Regions from separate parts of the Sus scrofa genome. Here region 2 is linked to region 1. A link is a contact called in public HiChIP or PLAC-seq data. All regions are on one chromosome and are shown on one strand. The core of a region is the stretch at or near the end of the contact, and the rest is flanking DNA. Distances in the headings are between cores, read along the strand shown.

The links. HiChIP or PLAC-seq counts read pairs in DNA pulled down with a chosen protein or histone mark.
Region 2: a contact with region 1 is called in an H3K27ac HiChIP or PLAC-seq map of alveolar macrophages. The contact joins two enhancer-like sites. A contact is called at or near these places in 5 of 47 Hi-C or Micro-C datasets (embryonic fibroblasts, fetal heart ventricle, fetal skeletal muscle and 2 more) and 1 of 2 datasets of contacts at active chromatin or transcription factors (alveolar macrophages).

The regions. Positions count from the first base shown.
Region 1 is chr12:22,562,888-22,566,908 of Sscrofa11.1, reverse strand. No RefSeq gene overlaps it. Among named protein-coding and RNA genes, the nearest start is that of GRB7, 18 kb to the left of the region's middle. Within about 2 kb of position 1,773, at least 38 of the 83 cell types and tissues checked have an H3K27ac peak or open chromatin away from gene starts, as enhancers often do. A contact at or near this core is called in alveolar macrophages, where this site is marked.
Region 2 is chr12:22,770,497-22,774,517 of Sscrofa11.1, reverse strand. All of the region lies in intron 14 of CDK12 (cyclin-dependent kinase 12), which reads left to right. Among named protein-coding and RNA genes, the nearest start is that of MED1, 58 kb to the left of the region's middle. Within about 2 kb of position 1,752, at least 6 of the 83 cell types and tissues checked have an H3K27ac peak or open chromatin away from gene starts, as enhancers often do. A contact at or near this core is called in alveolar macrophages, where this site is marked.

The sequences.
Region 1 (4,021 bases), core at 524-3,023:
CTGCACCAGTGGCATATGGAGGTTCCCAGGCTAGGGGTCCAATCGGAGCTGTAGCTGTCTGCCTATGCCACAGCCACAACACCAGATCCCAGCTGTGTCTTCAAGGTACGCAGCAGCTCTCAGCAATGCAAGATCCTTAAGCAACAGAGCAAGGCCAGATAGGAAACCGCATCCTCATGGATACTAGGCAGACTCTTAACCTGCTGAGCCACAACGGGAACGCCCAATGCCATTCTTTTAGGACCACCAACTGGATCCCCCTAGAATCTCTGTAATGGAGCTGGGCCCTGTGGCCCTGCAATTTGAAGGAAAGCTAGCTGTAGACAGGAACAGAATGAGCCAGATCCATCCCACAGACCTCCAGCCAATGGGCACGTGTTCCTCTGCATCTACCTGCCCAACTCCGCCCTGAGTCAGACCCAAAACAGTGTAGAAGTGGGCATTCCTAACAGACAGAACCTTCCCCAATTTTCCAAAAGATTCCAGGCTCTCTCCTTTCTCCCAGCCTTGGCCCATCCACAGCCCTCTTACACCCATCGATTCCATACAGGTTCCCGTCTTTTCGTTCCCTTCTCCCAAGCTGAGCCATCCGTCCCACACAGCTAAGGGATGAGCTGCGGGTGGGAAGGGGCGGCTGGGAGAGTAGGAGTGGGGACGCACGCGGGGACCCATCCAGCAGTCGCTCTGGCTCCCCAACACTTGATCTGCACCCACCGCTCGCTCTTCCTCCCCCTTCTCGCCGGGGAACAATCCGGCCCGTGTGCAGTCAGTGGCAGTGACCGGCGCCAGCCGAGCAGTTGGGGAGATGCGGTCGCCGGGCTCGAGGGAGCCGCCTCCGGCTCTGCGGCGGAAAAGCCTGCCGGCTTTGCCAGGGGGCGAGCTCCGGAGGCCTGACTTTCAGCACATCCGGCCCCGCCAAGGCAGCCGAGGATGCGTCGTCTATCCTCTGGCCTGACGAAGGAGGCTCGCTTGGGGCCACAGCAATGAGCCCATCCGTCGCGGGGCAAGGGGGTTGATTTGCTCTTCGCTGAGAGCCTGTGGGCCGGGTGGAGGCCTCTAGAGACCAGGCGGGTGGAGGAAGGTTCTGCAGGCCACAAACAAGCACGGAGGATGCTTCGGGGGCGAAGGCGGCGGTGGGCTCGGGTCATCCAGCTCCTTTGGACCCGCGCCCCCGCCTCCCGACGGCCTGGGCCGGCTCAGCCGCGCGGCTGCAGCGACACCCAGTGGCTATGGTGGGAAGTGCAGGCGCCTCTTCCTTGGTTCCCGCTAAGGTCTGTGCCGCTAGAGGTTCCCACTAGTGGTTACGGACGGGCACTCCCAGGAGAGAAGGCCTCGCTTTGCAGACTGCCCCACGCGGCACTTCCCCTTCCCCTCCCCCAGTTTCCTCCCCAGCAGTCGCCCGAGTGCTGGGAGATCCTGCAAGGCTGCAGTGCCCGGAAGGGCGGGGCGTGGCACAGCAGCGGCGCTGGGCTGTGACCCTGAGCGGTTTCACTTCTGGATCCTGCTTGGGGTGTGATGGGAGAGTACCCGGGCTGGGGGAGGAGGGGGGACACGCGGCGTGCCAAGGTCCAGTGCTCGGGACCCCGAGTGAGGGATGGCGTTTCACTCCTGGGGTGTCACGCAACCCACGCTTTCTTCCATTTTCCACCCCCACCCCCAAGTCCCATGGGTTCCACTCGGCTGTCCCCGGAGCTGCCGCTGCTCCTTAGCAGCCGCCGCCTCCGCGGGGGCTGTCGACCCCCGGAGAGGCCCCGAGCGGCGTGGGCGGCAAGAGGAGCGAGCTGTGAAGCCGCAGGCAGGGGGTTAGGCTGCGGGCTGCTGAGACGCCCGAGCTGTTTCTCAGAAGTGCAGCTGCCCCTCCCCTCACACCCCCCTCAACTCCCACCTCGCACCGCACCTCTTCCCCCCTCCGCCCGACCTTGGCTTTCCTCTCCCAGGCACCCCCAACCCGGGAATCTGGTGTCTGGGTTTATGCAGAGTTAAGAGGAGGTCCCGAGAAGAGGCCAGGGGCCCGGACCCGACCTCAGTGCCCATATCCATTGTCACCTTGCTGTCCCCATGCCCCGCCCCACCCCACCCCCACTTTGTGGGCCAGGGCTGGAATTTTATAGAATGGTTTTCTCTGACCACTTGAGAGAATCAAAGGCCGCCGTCACTCTAGCTCCGGCGCCCCACCTCCCTCCCAGTGCCTGAGTTTGGGGGAGAGAAAGAAGAAGGGCCAGAACCATCTTTCTCTCCTATTCTTGTTTCTAGATTTGGGGAAAGGCCTGGCTGGAGCGCGGGGTTGAGGCCAGGTTGCCTGTTGGATCCCTGACTCTAGGGGGAAAGCAAAGCCCAGACAGGGACGGCAGGGTGCTCAGGGGCAGGTAGAGAGCAGCCGGGCTGGGATTGGAACCCAGGAGTCCAAATACTCAGCTGGCGTCTGCACAAGGCCGGCCTTTGCTATACAGAGACTTTGCTGGATTCACTGATTCTGCCTGCTTTCCCCCAACACATGCACACACAACCCCCTCCCCCCCACACACACACCCAGGAGTCTAGAGGAGAGCAGTCAGTGTCTGTGAGTGAGAGGGAGATGGAGGTGCTGAGAATGGGATTCCTGTGGGGGTTGCATGGGGATGGAGCCCTGGGAGGACAGCCTGGAGGAGGAGGCAGCATCTGCCCCCCTAGTTCCCATCCCCCAGCTGCCCCCAGGGCTGTGGTTTATTTGACTAGGCGGCTCTTCTGGGGGGCCTGGGGGGTTTGTGGGGGAAGGAGAGGTGATGGGAAAAGGCTGCTCTGGGGCTTCCTGCCCCCTCAGTCCTGGGGAAAGGGAGGGGCAATTTACATCACCCGCAGGCCCTCTAACCTCCATTCTTTCCACTGAAGGCTCCTTCCTTGGGTGTGCTCGTGTTATTCTGGGGGAAGGTCTGTTATTTTGGGGGGAAGGGAGGCAGCTGCCTACTTCACAGGTCAGGACGGAGTTAAAAACAAAACCGCAACAAATTCAACACCCCGTGTCCTTCAGGGACTTTCCATGACACCTTCCTTCCCCCCTCTCCCCCAAGCCAGGGAGCACCTCCCCAGAGGGCCTCCCCACCCCAGGTGCAGTGGCTTTTGGCTTTTATGCAAACAACTGTCTGCCTGGGAATGCTCGGGTGCCAGACCTTGTGTCCTGGCCACAGGAGCTCCTCCACCCTCCCTCAGTGTTCTTGGCCTTCCCAGAACTGTCACCGTCCCCTCCCCAACTCTTCCTTGGCCTCTGGATTCCAGGGGATGGGAGGGAGGGAAGGGAGCTAGGTCCTGGTCCCCCTGCCTGCTCGCCTGCCTGCCTGCCGGGTGGCAGTTGCCTGCAGGTGGAGGTTTGCACCGCAGCAGTGAAGGGCCTGGTTGTATGGAGGGAGGGGGGAGGAGGAGGGTGCAGGTGTGGGGTGGCCGCCACAGCCGGGCCCACCGCCCTCTAAAGCATCAACGGAGTTCCCGAGAATGATAAAGGAAACTGCTCAGGCAAGAAGGAAAGCCATTCAGCCCCAACCCCAGTGCCAGCCAGCTGTGGGCTCTCTCCCGGGCCCCCCTCTGTTCTCCCTGGGCTGCTTCTGCTTTGGGAAGGGAGTGAGGATGTGGCAGGGCACGTCCCCACCTCTCCAAGCCTGAATGTCAGCAACCGAGGGGTCATTTTTGACTGTATTTCATGTTCCGATTCCCAGTGCTGTTCCTTGCCTCCTGCGCTTCGTGTAGAGACTGGAAAATCCTCTCAACAGTGGCGCTGAAGGGAGCGAGAGGGTGCTGAGCACAGGGCCAGCAAAAGCCACCACCACACTGGCCTCCTGTTAGCTAATCCCGAGCTTCCTAAACCGCAGAGGAGGGGAAAGGAAAGGTGTTCCGGATAAGACTGAGCAGAAGCCCAAACCACCTCTCAGACGCTTTCCTGACCTTTTCTCAGACAGATCAGAGGATATTAGGACAAGAAAAGAGCTGTTTGAGCCACTGGCCCTTCTCCTAGGAGTTTCCCCCAGCACCTGAGGCTTGGGTCTCCAGGTAT
Region 2 (4,021 bases), core at 503-3,002, 210 kb before region 1:
TGTAATATATTAAATTTTTTCTTTCAGTTTATAAAAATGGAAAGTGGAGATTGGAAAATTAAATATTTCCTGTTACTATACCACTCTTGCTCCATTGCATTTACTTCTTAATCTGTACCCTTTGAACAGATCTAATTACGTATGAAGGGCATTTTTCCTCCACTTTATCTTAGGGGTTCTTTGTCTTAGAATCTCTATAGACTCATAAACTACCAAAAACAAAAGTTTTCAGGGTTTGAAGAGGTGCTTCAAAACCCTAGACTAAGAATTAGATAATAAAGAGTTGGGGGAAGCCATGTGATTTTTTAAAGTAGAAAGCAGCTGCACAAAAGTAATGATGGTGTCAGGCCATCAAAAGAGTTGAGCTTCATGTACCCTGACTCCTCCTGAAAGGAGAGGTAAGTGGGTTTGAGCTCAACTGTCGTCAAGAGAAGTTGGTAAGAGGCTGGTTAGAATAAAAGCTAGTCCCTTAAATCAGAAACCCTCACCCCTACACCACTTCCTGTTGCCATGAGTAGGGTCAGCATGGGCTCGGCTTAGTCTTCCTAGCTCTGTTGGTATTTTTCTTGTCTCCACGTGAGGAGAAAATGTCCCTTCTCTTTCATGGTTTAAGAAAATGAGGACTAAACGTTCCCTTGTAGTATGTGCTGCAATCCTGCTAGATATGACATAAGTAGGTAGAGAACAGGAAAAATGCATCTGGAGACAAAGGAAGAAGGGAAGTAGGTACCAGGAAGTTGTGAGCAGGGTAAACAATCATACAAGGGGTACACCAGAACAAGGAAGCTAGGAAGAAATCCAGTCAAAACCTGGTGGTGATGAGGGTTGCCAGCTTGATTTTGAATCCCCACAGTTTTAAGTATGATTGCCTGTGGGCTATCATGTCTTTATCCAGAAGGAGAATGGAGAGCTCCTGTGTTTCTGGAGTCCTGTGTTTCTGGTTAGCCTCCAGAGAAAGGAAAATGTTTTCCAGTCTTTATATATTCATGACTAGGAGTGTGAACTTCAACCTTCTAGAGAATATTGTTTTCCACTTCATAGCAATGTGTGTCTTCAATTCTGGGCCTGAAAACTGAAGACCTAACCTAATCTGGACTTTTTTCTCTATCACACTCAAGGTTGTTTTACCGTTCAGTACCTAAATTTCTTTTCCCAGACAGGCATTCTTAACTGTATGGTAAAGTCAAAGCCTCAAGAAAGTTAACAGTTAATGTTCTTTGTGCTGAACTGGGATTTCGTTGTTACTGAAGGTTACCCCATAGCTTGGCTTTTTTTTTTTTTTAGGTATTGAGTGACTTTGTTCACAACTTAGTCATCCTGAAGGGCTAGTGGAATGGAAGTGGAAGTGGGGAGTTCCTCAAGTGAGTAAATATTCAGACATTCCAAGGGAGAAGTGGAATTGCTAAATCTTCATTGTCCTAAGAGGCAGGGTGAGCGCTCCTGGACGCTTTGGTTAATTTTACTGTCCAGGTGTGGCATCTCTCATTTATAGGAACACTTTCAGTATTCCCATAGCCGTAGGAGTATTCTCAAGTGAGAGTTTACTCCAAGCCAGGATTGAGAGGCTTTGGGGGAAATATGAAGAAATTAATGGTGGTACTCTTATCACTCCTCACCATGTGCAGCTATCTCTCCATCTCCTGTCCATCTACTTCATTTCCTATTTCTCTCTCTCCTCCCCACTCACTACTCGCATGCTTTAGTCGAGCCAGGGAGGTTGATTGCTTAACCCTGAAGGGTATTTAGAGTTTTGCTGCTTCATAGTTTTGAAGGGTGGTGAGAAGAAATTCAGGAGACAAATGTCTATTCCAGTTCCTCAATTTATGGGATGAGAACTGAAAGAGAAAGCAAAATCACTTTCTTATTGCTAACTGCTAAGGAAAGGAGCTTTTAATTCATGTTGCATGAAGTCTAAGAGATTTACTGGTCTAGGAAAGTCTCAACTTTCACTTCATCCTCTTCCCTCATATCCTGACACTTGATTTTGCTGCTGTCATTTCTAAGCTCAGTTGCAGATAGTGTCTATGGGAAGTAAAGCTTGGTGAGAAGAGGGCCCTCCTGTCCATGAGAAAGCAGATGAGGGCTGCTTTGATGCCCTGGTGATTAATCACAAGGTTGCCCAAATACTTGACCACTGGATTGTTCTCATATCTCTGTCTCAAGAATGAATTAATAGTTCAAGGCTGAGAGAGGCTGATATACAGTTAGTTCTTAATACTCTCTAGGTGGGTAATTGTTAGCAAAGTTTTCTCAATACCCAGTCCTCAGCCACATTGTGCTTCTCTGGAATGAGAGGGTATAAGCCATGAAGTTAATTCATTTAGACATAGGTTCCCTAGAACCTGGAAATAGCTGGATGTTTTGGATGTTTTGCTCTGGCAGGATTGTAGCCTGAAGATAATGTTGGTAGTTCTAAAGGAATAAAAGACATTTTACCCAAGCCAAAACATCTCTGAGGAAGGCAGCACAGAGAGACTTTAAAAAGGCTACAATATAGCAGTCAGAGCTAAGCCAAGAGCAGAGCTTGAGTTTTGAGAATGTCTTGTCTTTGTTTAAGGATCCTATCTGAGGGGTTGTCTCAAGGAGAGCATCCTTCCCCCTCCTGTGTTTCACGAGGGACACCCTTGGTAAGGATCAGCTTATAGACAGATAACCTCCCCACCGAGGCTAATACAATTTTTCATGCTTCTAACCCTGGAGAAAAGAAGGTGCTTTAGAGACCTAGAGAGCCTGATCCCTTTTAGAAATTCGGTAACTTCTAAGTTCCCAAAAGTTCTCATATAACATGAAGCAATATGAGAAGGAAATGTAAAGAAGGGGGAACTGGAGAAGTCTTAGTGGGACTGCAGAAAGAGGCAGTGTATGATTGCTTATAAAGAAGAGAGAGGGATGTAAGGGTGGAAGGAAAAATTAATGGAGTAGTGAAGGGGGATAAATGCCTTAAAGTTTCACAATTCATTTCAAGGAGACCCCATTAAAGAGCAAACTGTCCCCTTGATTAATGTTAGTGATAGGGTTACCTTTATAGTTGGGGCATGCTATGAAGACAGTTATATTAGGCAAATAATTTATACAAGAACATTTTGCTTAGCATTGCTCTCTACATGGTTCAAGAGTATTTCAGGAATAAGGCAGGAATGATAGAGCATCGAGCATCAATGATTGAGCATCAAGCTAAAAAATTGTTTTTTGAGTTTTAAAACTCTTCTGCAAGTGGTTTTACATGTTTTAGGAAACCAATATTCCTCTCCCCTTCACTTTAGATCTAAGTGAGGGTGACTCACAGAAGAGCAAACAAACCAGAACGTGTGAATCAGAGTCACAGAGTGTTAGAGCTTACAAAAGGACACTAGTTGGTCTAGTTCGGTGCTGTCATTAGCCGGTGAAAAAAACAGACCCAGAGGGGTTGAGAACGTGTTGGGAGGAAGAAGGGAAAGAATGAGAAACTAACATTGTCTGGAACCTACTATGTGTCAGGTACCACAGTACCTTTGCTTTTGTTACCTTGATTATTTAACACCTTGAGGCTAAGGAATGGAAAGAATACAAGGCAAATCCTTGTCCTGAGCAATATGTAGGAGATAAAAGAGGGTAGCAGATCATTTTTTCCTGTCTAATCACACAGGACTAAACTAGAGGAAATTTGAGAGTGAGGTTAATCTAAGGTGCTTGCTAAAAAGTGAGGGAGACTCATGAATAAGTTTTCTATTCTGAGGGACCTTCCAAAAATGTGATGGTCAGAGATAGGCTAGAGGCAAGTCTGGTGGAAAACAAGATTACTGTTGCCTCTGGGATTGACTTGCATGCTAGAAAGTCAGATCATGACCTAAGAATATAGGATTAATTTTAGAAATGGGGAACAACGAAATGAGGCTTCTCATCCTGAGGTGTCTACAATGAAACTAGTGTTTATATACTGTGCATTGAGGTGATAAAAAATTTTGATGACTGTGCCTTTTTTTTTTTTTTATGTTTTTGTTTTGTAACACGTTTCGAAGTCTTGAAACAACTTGTGATTTTG